Regions from separate parts of the Mus musculus genome. Here all the other regions are linked to region 3. The links are chromatin contacts, called in public HiChIP or PLAC-seq maps. All regions are on one chromosome and are shown on one strand. Each heading gives the region's core, a stretch centred on a gene start, on an enhancer-like site or on the middle of the called end of the contact. The rest is flanking DNA. Distances are from core to core; before and after follow the strand shown. Region 1 overlaps Ptprn2 (protein tyrosine phosphatase, receptor type, N polypeptide 2). Region 2 overlaps Ptprn2 (protein tyrosine phosphatase, receptor type, N polypeptide 2). Region 3 has its middle 8.4 kb from the start of Gm5441.

Region 1 (3,651 bases), core at 95-2,594, 520 kb before region 3:
TGCACATGGTTCATCTTCTCAGTTTTAAGCAGATGGGTCCTTTCTTCTAGGGTACTTTGTTTCTTTGGTAGTTCAGCGTGATGCTAAGTCAATTTTCTTTCCAATATATAAATACTTTCTGCTCAAATGAAAGCTTAGAAGTCTGGGCTGGAGTCCGGATCCCTTTCAGACTGCCTGTGTAGCTGACTGCACCCTGGCCATCATGCTCCTGAAGCCCTGCCACAGAGCTCAGCACATGCAGTACTGTGTCCAAGTAGTGTGCTCTTTAGACCCAAAACATGTGTGCTTGAGAGTGTGTGCATGGACTTACGGGTCTGTATGTGTAGGTGTCCATGTTGTGCATGTGTGTGCATAGGAAGCCAGAGGACAACCTTTGGTGCTGTTTCTCAGGAGCAACCTCTGCTGTTTTTAAAGATGGAGTCTCTCATTGGCCTAAAACCTGACTGTTAGACCGACCAGTGAGCCCCAAGAATCCCTGTTTCCACCTCCTTAATTCTGGGGTTCCAAGCATGTGCTCTCATGCTCAGCTTTTTAAATGTGGGTTCTGTAGATCAAACAGACCCTTGAATATGCAAGCTGTGCACTTTACCAACAAAGTCATCTCCCCAGCCCAGAAGATGCCATGTTTAATGACATTTTTTTCATGCAAAGTTCCTTTATGGTCTCAAGTTTCTGTTGCCTGATAAATATTAATCGTAAGACTGTCCTTGGGGAATAGCATGTTTAAAATATGTGTATTTTTTAAACCCAAAATGCTAGCTGTTGGGCTAATATTGCAAAGTGCTTTCCATTGAGAATTCCCCTGGGAATGGACAGAGGGGGGGCTCAGAAGCATGCCTGGCCAAGAACCTGCTTTTCTGATGCCTTCACTACCAAGCATTGCAAGCTACATAGATTGGTCCAAATTCCCTGCAGTGACTTTCCTTCCACAGAGAGATGCTCTGAAGGACCTAGGGCTGAAACCGGAGTCCTCCTGGCATTTTCACCATTGGGCCTCTGGGGACTTAGGATGTGCCAGCCATTTGATTCTTGCCATCTGTAAGCTTTAACAATTCATATTTGCATTAAAATGTTTAAATATGTTCATGAAAACCACTTCTCTATACTTTAAATTTCATCCAGAGTATATGCTCTAGGCTTTATTACCATACTAGTCACACATTCATATGTGCACACAAATATGCACACATACACAAATATACCTTCCCATGCATACACATATACACTCATATGCATGATCATCACATATGAACACATATACATACACAGTCACATGTATGCAAACGCATACATACACAGAGCTGTCCTGACTTGAAGGCTTTGTAACTTGTTTTTTGCACAGAGCATAAAAATATACCTCTGTAATTATGTGATGCTTAGTGATTAGATAATTATGGATAATTGCATGGGGTAGCTCTAAGTGTGAAAGCGTTACCGTAAGATCTAAAATGTACAAATTGCATAATAATTATTCTTGGGAGTTATTTGGTAATTCTGAGAATAATTATCATGTGATCCACAGTGCATGTAATTAATGCACAATTGCATGGATTTTTGCCTTCATAACTGCTTCCCCTTGTTATAAAGCTCTTTGTCACAACATTTGAGTGTAAATATAATGTAATTGGCTCTGAGATTTAGTACATTAAATCCACAGTAACTGCTTCACAAGAGTGTAACCCTATCCAGCCAAACGCTGGGCTCTCAGGCAGGATGGGTTAGGGAAAACATTGTTCCAATGTGGTATGGCAACTAGGTCAGCACAACAGTGGGTGTGCCGAGCAAGGCAGTATGGCAAGTAGGCTGGGCAACGACATGCATGTTGTTGTTGGGGGCCTCTTTGCTGCCGGTGAACCTACCCAGGTAGACAAGGTCCATCTTCTGTGTTAGACAAAAGCCTCTCTCAGTTTCTGTTTCCTTTGTCTCCCAGCCACAGCCAACACCCGTTGCACCTATTTTTAAAGCAACAGAGCAAAGCACTGACTATCACTTGTGTCTGGAGATTTAAGAAAGATAAAGGAGATCTTACTCAACCTCACAAGGCCCCCATGGTTTTCTGGAAGAACAGGGACCTGTAGGAGTCTGGAGTAAGAGTTTAGCCACATTTGCAAATTCATGCCTCAGGTTTTACTCCTTTCCCTACAGGTTTCACGTGGCAAGATGACTATACCCAGCGTGTGATTGCCCAGGAGCTTGCAAACCTCCCCAAGGCCTACCTATGGCATGGGGAAGCGTCCGGCCCAGCCAGGTATGTGTGGGCATGACTTGCCTCTTCTTATTCCCGGACGTAGCTGTATCATTAAGTTTGGCTACTATTAGCATAGGGAAGCAACTCCCACCTTTTGGGTGTAGAATGGATACCCATGAGGAAGAGGATACCCAAGAGAAAGAGATGCAAGGCATCTTTATACAGTGGAGTAACCCTGAAATGTGGTGCCTTGGACACTGAGAGGCACACTGTGGGTCTTTTTTGTACTTGTCCCTGAGACCCCAGAAGAGCTCTGCACCTTCAGAGCCATAGTCTTGCAAAGTAAGGTCAAGAATTCTGGTTTCTTACTAGCAAATTGTGTTAACAACATTGCAATGAGCAGGATTAATTCAGAAAGTCGTGATCTTTCTTTCCCAAAGCCCAGCAGCCTGTATTGAGCAACAGTGTGTTCTGTACCATCTCATTCACCTGAACTTACAGCTATAGGGTGATGACCTGGGAGTCCCACTTCCAATAGATCATGAAATGGGCAACATTGCCCAAAGAGAAATTACTGCAAGAATGAGCTGGACTGGTATGCTGTATTCTCGGACCTTTGGAACCTTTCCCAAAGGCTTAGTTTACAGGGTTCATTGTTTCCCTAAGCAACAGAATTCATTCTCTCTCTCTCTCTCTCTCCCTCTCTTGTTCTTGCTCTCTCTCTCTCTGGAATTTTTTACATTATATTTATTTCTGTGTGTTGAGGAGGCATGCATACACATAAAGAGTGTGGGTGGGGTTAGAATACAATCTGCTGGGCTAGTTCCCCCATCCACCATGTTGTTTCTGAAGATAGAATCACATCCTCACAGGGCACAGCCAGCACCTTGACCTGCTCGTCCATCTTACAGTCAGAAAACTTGAGCTCTAGTAGCTGTTTATTAAGCATATTCCACAATCCAGTCAAAACCCTTTTTCTGTCACTAACCAAGAATTTGTTCTACTATTTACCAATGTTCTAAGATCAGTCTTACAATAAATTATCTGACCCATTTCCTGAACACCTTTGAAAAGGCTTCTAAATAAAATAATTATGTTAAATCATATAAAAGTTTCTAGCACAAGTGTTTGGCATATTGCAAAATTAACCATAAACATTTTTGTGCTAGTTTATTCTCTCATCAGTAATGTGTGACATGAGACAGCTCTATTATCAGATACCTTGGCAGGCAAAAGCCATACTGTTCTAGCTACATCTCTTTGACTATTGTCCATTGAACACTTGATTTGTTCCTTCATCTTTCTTGTTTTGCTTCCCTAAGCTTCCCTGTCCGACACGGAATACTCTTGAACTGAAGTTTCCATGTAGTAATTCTTGTAACACAAAATATGACTCTTTGCCTTTATGACCGTGTGTGTTGAGTGATTCAGAGCCCCAGAGTCATCATGGAGGCCATTTCAAA
Region 2 (3,670 bases), core at 129-2,628, 670 kb before region 3:
CTTCTTCTTGTGTTACAGAGTTCTTATCTTAAAAATATGCTTCATGACAGCACATGAGGATAAGACTGGCAGTGTGGGCCAGGTCTGGGTCTTTGTGGCTGAGGCAGGGCCTCAGGATATTCCTGTTGCCTTGTTCCCTGAATTCTGCTGGATGCAACTGGCTTCCTGACTCGCCATGTTCTTCACTTACGTATGAGATAGTGAAAGTTAGAAGCCAGTGCTTTTGTGTGATCTTCACCTAGAAGCTTACGTAGGTGATGACTGCTGCCTGACACATACCTGTATTGGAGACTTGCTTCATGTACTTGCTAAGAATTATGGCAGTTATCAGCCCAAGGCTAACACTGATGGGAGAAAGAAATTTAGAGATCAATACGGGCTATATTCACTTGTAAAATTCAAGATTTGCTTGTTGGAGATCACGAGCAGAGGTTCTCTAGGAGTAGTTGGTAGGTGTAGCTCACGGGTCTGCCTCATCACGTGTATCCTCTTGGTGTCGCCCAGCTGTCTGCATGGTATGTTCCTGTGGGAGCTGGCCTTGTGAAGTGATGTACACTGCAAGAATTTGTCCTGTAGACCCAGGGAACAAGACAAATGGCAAAGAAAAAGGCCTAGAGCAGGAGGGCCCTGGATATTATTATAGCCCTGCCCACCAGGATTTCTGCCATATAGCCCCACTTACCAGGCTTTTGCCTCGCCCATTTTTCTTAGCTCTGCAGTGACACCATGTTTCCTAGATGCTGCTCCTTCCTGAGTTTAGCCCAGTATTTTGACTCCTCTTGGAAACTTGTGGAAGTGAACATCTAATTCAGAGATTCAGCATTAATCTGGAATACATATGGAGAAACTAGAGACCCCTGCTGCATCTATACTGTTGGCCAGAGTTCCTCAGACACCAAGTCAGCTCTGTTCATCTCTACCCTAACACTATTGTTTTCAAGTCCCAATTGTGAGGGGGAAAGAATTCCTCAGAAAATGGTAGGCTCTGGCAATAGAAACATATCTAGAACTCAGGGAAAGAACACCTTATTCCAAGTCCCATGTTCCATACCAATATATTTGGCTGCTTTTAAAGTTATTTCTATCTACAATAGACCTGGAAACAGAACTCAGTTGAATGACATTGTATTTGTTTTGTTTTGTGACCACATGCAAAGTAAAATAAATCCAAGAATGCAACCTTGGCTGTAAAAGAACTCTGATTCTAGTAGGAACATGTCCTGAGTTGAGTCCCAGCAAGTGACAGGAGAACACGCTCTTAGTCTTACTGCCCTGTGCTCTCAAACAGTGTGTGTTCTGGGAGATGGAGTTGCAGCTGCCATGCTGTGTTCTGGGGAAATGAGGAGAGATGTGAGGCTTGTTCAAGGGTTGCCATGGTAATTCCTCATTATCTTCAAGATGCAGAGAGGCTTGTGTGCTGAGGATTGACAGTTTATGACTGTGCAGCAGCTTCTTCTGATGATTCTGTTTGAGTGTGTGCCTGCACATGCTGCACTGCCTGTGTGCATGCGCCTGTGCACGTGTACTGCACACACAATTCTACTCATGGTGTGCTTTAACCACACATGTATACATGTGCTGTTTCCTAGAGGAGCAAATGTGTTTCTCAGCTTTGTGGCCGATTCAACAGAAATCCGAGTTTCTTCCTTTGTAGAAGAAAGGGAGCAGCAAAAAGGGGGAGAGGAGGGAGGAGCAGTGAGAAGGGGAGAGGAGGGAGGAGCAGTGAGAAGGGGAGAGGAGGGAGGAGCAGTGAGAAGGGGAGAGGAGGGAGGAGCAGTGAGAAGGGGAGAGGAGGGAGGAGCAGTGAGAAGGGGAGAGGAGGGAGGAGCAGTGAGAAGGGGAGAGGAGGGAGGAGCAGTGAGAAGGGGAGAGGAAGGAGCAGTGAGAAGGGGGAGAGGAGGGAGGAGCAGTGAGAAGGGGGAGAGGAGGGAGGAGCAGTGAGAAGAGGAGAGAAAAGAGGAGCAGTGAGAAGGTGAGAGGAAGAGGGAGCAGCAAGCAGAACAGAGAAGGGAAGGAAGGAAGACAACACACCCAGGATGTCTGATGATCTCAAATCCCCAGTCTCCAGAGGAGCTGGGTGCATATGTCCAGCTTGGCTCTCTTGTTGAGCTCATAGGTTACATGACAACAGTTCCACTAATAGGAATTCTTATTCTGATGTCTCTGAGGACAATTTTCCACATATGTGTGTATTTTCTACACTTTTACATTTGAGATTTGTATAGATTATGTTTGAAGAGTGAAGGCTAATTACTAAGGTAATTTTGGAAAAACACCCATATAGACTACTTCGGTGTGCAGATGTTTGTGTACACCAGTGTGTCATGGGAGAAGGTGGCTGTGTGAAGGGAAGTGTCGGGGAAGTGACAGAAAGTTTCCTTGGTAGACAGCAGCTGTCTGTGATCCATCAGGTAGAAGCTCCTAAGAGGGAATATATTTTGAGATTGCTGGGCCTCAATGGCCTGGCTGTATGTAAAGAGATGGTACATCAGCCTCAGTTAAGGATGGCAGCTACATAACTCCGAGTGTGCCTGGTGCCTTCCTGTCTGAGAGGGAATGATTCACACTGCCAGTGTGCAGCATTGTGTTTAATTAAACATCTCTCTTCTTTAATATGAATGCCATTATTACTTGTAAGAGTCTGTCTCTTTATATGTTCTCAGATCTAAGGAGATGCTTAAAATTGATTCACTGTTGGAAACAGAAAAGTGAGCATTCTTGTTTACACTTAAGTGTGTATCAAGTTAAGGCAAGAAAAGCCCTGTACTAGGCAGGCAGATATGTGATCGACTGCAATTAGAAACCAAGATTTTTTTTTTTTGTCATAATTGGTTTGCCTTGTGAGATCCCATTGGCTAGATGATCTTGTAGCTTTCAAAATGCCTTGAAGAAGGAAGAAATAGTTGGTATAGATAGGAAGTTTTGTCTGAAGTCTATGCATGTTTGTGCCTTTGTGTGCAAATATTTGTGTGTGAGTACAGGTTGTGCTTTTGTCTTAGCACAGTTATTTCTGCTTCAGGAGATCCACATGGCTATCCAGGGACCTTGCTCTCTGACCTCTGAGAGCCTCCCACAGAAATTCAAGTGGCACTGTGTGTGTTCTGATTTATTTATTTTTATTTTTTATTAGGTATTTATTTCATTTACATTTCCAATGCTATCCCAAAAGTCCCCCACACGCTCCCCAACCAACTACCCCTCCCACCCACTCCTACTTCTTGGCCCTGGCATTCCCCTGTACATATAAAGTTTGCATGACCAATGGTCTTTCCACTGATGGCCGACAAGTCCATCTTCTGATACATATGCAGCTAGAGACACGAGCTCTGGGGGGTACTGATTAGTTCATATTGTTGTTCCACCTATAGGGTTGCAGATCCCTTTAGCATCGTGGTTACTTTCTCTAGCTCCTCCATTGGGAGCCCTGTGATCCATCCAATAGCTGACTGTGAGCATCCACTTCTGTGTTTGCTAGGCCCCGGCATAGTCTCACAAGAGACAGCTCTATCTGGGTCAAAATCTTGCTAGTGTATGCAATGGTGTCAGCGTTTGGAAGCTGATTATGGGATTGATCCCTGAATATGGCAATCTCTAGATGGTCCATCCTTTCGTCTCAGCTCCAAACTTTGTCTCTGTAACTCCTTCCATGGGTGTTTTGTTCCCAATTCTG
Region 3 (3,579 bases), core at 608-3,107:
TTATTTATTATATGTAAGTACACTATAGCTGTCTTCAGACACACCAGAAGAGGGCATCAGATCTCATTACGGGTGGTTGTGAGCCACCATGTGGTTGCTGGGATTTGAACTTCGGACCTTCGGAAGAGCAGTCGGGTGCTCTTACCCACTGAGCCATCTCACCAGCCCTTGTTTTACATTCTTATTAGCTGTGGATAAGGGTGCAATCCTGTCCTGTTGTTATGGCAATGACCGTTCTGATAGACAGGAGATGTAATCTCTGTGTTCACTTGGTTTGTATTACCCTGATGGATACTGATTCTGTGAGCATTTGTGGGTTGGTTTTTTTTTTTTTTTTGTATACTTATTAGCCACTTATATTTTTTTATTTTGAGAAGTGTCTATTCAATTCAATCACCTGCTTATTGACTGGATAAGGGGAAGAGAGTTTGGTTTTAATTTTAAAAATGATTTATACAGTCTGGATATTTAATTTCTGGTCACATGGATAACTGGAAAAGGCTTTTTTTTAAGTTTGTTTGTTAAGTAAATAAATCATTTATTTTTATGTGTTCTGGTGTTTTGCCTGCGTGTATGTCTGTGCACCACCTGTGAGTGCCTGGTGCTTGCGGAGGTCAGAAGATCCCCTAGAACTGGAGTTAAAGACAGTTGGCAGCTACTGGGCATTGAAAGCAGGCCCTCTGCAAGAGCAGCCAGTGCTCCTGCCTGCTGAGCCATCTCTCCAGCTCTCTTTTAGCTTTGATGTTCTCCCCCATCCGCTCAGGTGTGGGAAGCATGTATGTGCACATATGGAACCCAGATGTTGGCTCTCCTGCCTTCCCCAGTAACTTATTTTTTGAGACATGGTCTCTCACTGATCCCAGAGGTCACTGTTTTCGTAGACTGGCTGGCCAGTGAGCCCCTGGGATATACCAGTTCCTACTCCAGTACTGGAGGTACAGTCTCACATCCCACACCCAGCGCCTGTGTGCATTTTACCCTCTGAACATCTCTCCAGAGCAAACCAAAGACGTTCCCAAATTGTGTTGGCTGCCTCTTCACGATGCAAAAATCCTGCCAATAGTTCTGAGCAAGCTGTACCACAGCAACACTGCTACCCATCCTGGAGCCCAGAGCTGCTCCACAGGGCACATGGAATGATCAATAGGCATTGAGACTTCCTCCTGACATCCACGCTCATGGACATACACTCTGGATGCTGGAAAGAGAAAGGGTAGGGGACAGAGCTTCTGTCCTCTGACCCGTGACCTCAGGGCAGTGGGGTAGCATCAAAGCCACTATGCTGACAGTGACCCTGCAATGCAGGCCCTCTCTTGCCCTCGCTGTTGCGGGCTTCTGTGCACAAAGATGGCTGGAACCGGGTTGGGGGGGGGAGTGCGGGGAGAGCTATAAATGAGGGAGAGAGAGAGAGAGAGAGAGAGAGAGAGAGAGAGAGAGAGAATGGATGAACCTGAGACCTGGCCTTCAGTGCTTGCACTGTGCCCACAGGAGGAGGCCATGCACTTAGAAAATGTCATGTCTAGTGTTTGTATAAAATGTCATGTTAGTGTTTATATTCCATTTCTCCTCTCAGCACAAAAAGAGAGAGAAAAGCGAGCATGCCCCACAGGGTCACAGGACCAGAGAAAATCCTGCAAGGCCCTCAGCACAAATAGCAGAGCTTGGCCCAGGCCCTTTGCATGAAAATCAGCACCCATCTCAGCAGAAGCCACTGCCAGGGGCAACTGGGGCTTGGACAGCGCTCCGTCAGATTTAAAACTGATTTTTTTTTCTTAAGAAACCAGAAGAAAAGGGGGTGCTTTGAGCTCATCTGCATTACAGATCAGGTCTCTCCGAGAGAATCAGCCATCCATAATTCATTACATGTTTCCTGCCGGGGATGGAGACAGCCTGATCCTAGCAACAGAGTCATAGCAACAGGAGCTGAAGCAGAGCTGCTCCGCCCACCAGGGGGAGGAGAGGAAGGGGAGAGGTGCGCGGCTTCTTGCTCCTCAGGAGGGCTGGCAAAGTTCACCGGGTTATAAAGGAAGATGGAGGCTGAGAGTGGAGGTGGGTTTGAGAAAACTGGGAAAGGCGTGGGTGGGAGACTGAGGGAAAGCATATGAATTTGAGTTGCATAAACTCTAGCTAAGAAGGTAAGAAGCTAGTAAGTAGCGTTTGGAAAGAGCCCTGCCAGCTGCCACACTGCCTGGCGCCCATCGGTATACAGACGGGGGTCACTAAAAGACCACATCACTGTCAATTGTTACAAGAACTGCATAATTCGAGGAGTGCCTGACAGCTAGTGTGAGGGAGTCCGTGGCACTAGAGTGAACATAGTGGAAACGGCGCCCTCGGTCCTCACTTGTTTCATCTGAAGAGTCACCATCTGGAATGAGACTTGCGGTGCGCTCTAGACATACCTGCTGTTTGACCCCCTTGCTATCAAATGGAAAATCCCCTGAACTCTGACCACTTGATCTTGGGATCTGTGGCTCTATGAGGAGAATGTGTTTCTTCTATATTCGGCACAGTCAAGGATGCTGGAAGAGCCACTGGAAACTTCCAAAGTGATGTGGGAAACACCATTGATGGTATATATGGAAGACATTATCAGAGCAACTGACAGCCATGAGCTGTGTGAAAGCCACCACCAGAGCCACTGAAACCTGAGAAGCCACATGAGGGACACCTCTGGGGTTACAGGAACCCTCAAAGCTGTCAGTGCTTGGTCAGTAGAGAATGTGAGCCTTGCCACACCTATGTCTGGACTCAAGCCAGGGTCTTCTGAAATAAGAGCTAGTGCTCTTAACAGCTAAGCTAAGCTCTCTCTGGCTCCCAAACCTTGCTTTTGAAGGCCTCATTTTATTTTATTTTATTAGCCTTTAAAAAGGGTCCTTGTCACAGCAGTTGCCACGCAGTCCCCAACTTTTTGATGGAGCCATGGTTAGATGTACAGCATTTAGTCACCTACATTGTTCTCTAGAAAGTATGACTACTCACAATGCAACAGTGGACTCCAAGCCACTGAGACCAGCATAGAGCTCTCAAACATCACACACATCACTCTTGCCTTTAGCTTGAGGGTGGTCCGCTGACATATGACAACTACAGGCACACTTCTGGTGACAGTATCTCTGCCAGGTGAAGAGAATGCCACCTCGCTTTGCATTCCTTCATTTTCTTCACAGCACACGCCCTCCAGAGTAGCATGCTGGCTGCTGGGGCTCTGGGGATGCGGCACTGATCTAGAAAGAAGAGTTCATGATTTTCTCTGTGTCTGCCCAGATCCTGAGTGAACACCATCCCGCCTTTGTGCTGCCTTCACAGCCACACGAAGATGAAAGTGTCTTAGGATATACCCTGGAGCTATGCCAAACTGCTGGATTGAAGGTTATCAGTGCCCTGGAAAGCTCCCAGTGCAAATGGAAAACTGTGATACCCTGCAATCCCTCCTCCCGCTGTACCCCTAAAGCCAAGAGGGGTTCTGAGCAGCACAATGCTCAGACCAGACCAGTGTAGGAGAGATTCCTCCCATCAACATCCTCAAAACTATCTCAGCTGAAACTCTAGTGGGATTTTTTTTTTCTGTTTGAAATG

Evidence for each region. HiChIP or PLAC-seq counts read pairs in DNA pulled down with a chosen protein or histone mark.
Region 1: an H3K4me3 HiChIP or PLAC-seq map of embryonic basal ganglia shows a contact between it and region 3, with 3 times the contacts expected there. The contact joins two enhancer-like sites. A contact is called at or near these places in 13 of 484 Hi-C or Micro-C datasets (the N1E-115 cell line, cerebral cortex, cochlea and 3 more), 3 of 115 datasets of contacts at active chromatin or transcription factors (embryonic basal ganglia, forebrain and neural progenitor cells) and 1 of 9 other capture datasets (embryonic stem cells).
Region 2: a contact with region 3 is called in an H3K4me3 HiChIP or PLAC-seq map of embryonic basal ganglia, with 6 times the contacts expected there. The contact joins two enhancer-like sites. A contact is called at or near these places in 3 of 115 datasets of contacts at active chromatin or transcription factors (embryonic basal ganglia, embryonic midbrain and forebrain).

The regions. Positions count from the first base shown.
Region 1 is chr12:116,822,172-116,825,822 of GRCm38.p6, forward strand. Ptprn2 (protein tyrosine phosphatase, receptor type, N polypeptide 2) reads left to right here. Exons shown (of 23, transcript NM_011215.2): 4 at 2,146-2,248. Among named protein-coding and RNA genes, the nearest start is that of Gm31336, 67 kb to the left of the region's middle. Within about 2 kb of position 1,345, at least 4 of the 459 cell types and tissues checked have an H3K27ac peak or open chromatin away from gene starts, as enhancers often do. A contact at or near this core is called in embryonic basal ganglia, where this site is marked.
Region 2 is chr12:116,676,518-116,680,187 of GRCm38.p6, forward strand. All of the region lies in intron 2 of Ptprn2 (protein tyrosine phosphatase, receptor type, N polypeptide 2), which reads left to right. Among named protein-coding and RNA genes, the nearest start is that of Gm31336, 79 kb to the right of the region's middle. Within about 2 kb of position 1,379, at least 52 of the 459 cell types and tissues checked have an H3K27ac peak or open chromatin away from gene starts, as enhancers often do. A contact at or near this core is called in embryonic basal ganglia and forebrain, where this site is marked.
Region 3 is chr12:117,343,589-117,347,167 of GRCm38.p6, forward strand. No RefSeq gene overlaps it. Among named protein-coding and RNA genes, the nearest start is that of Gm5441, 8.4 kb to the left of the region's middle. Within about 2 kb of position 1,858, at least 94 of the 459 cell types and tissues checked have an H3K27ac peak or open chromatin away from gene starts, as enhancers often do. A contact at or near this core is called in embryonic basal ganglia and forebrain, where this site is marked.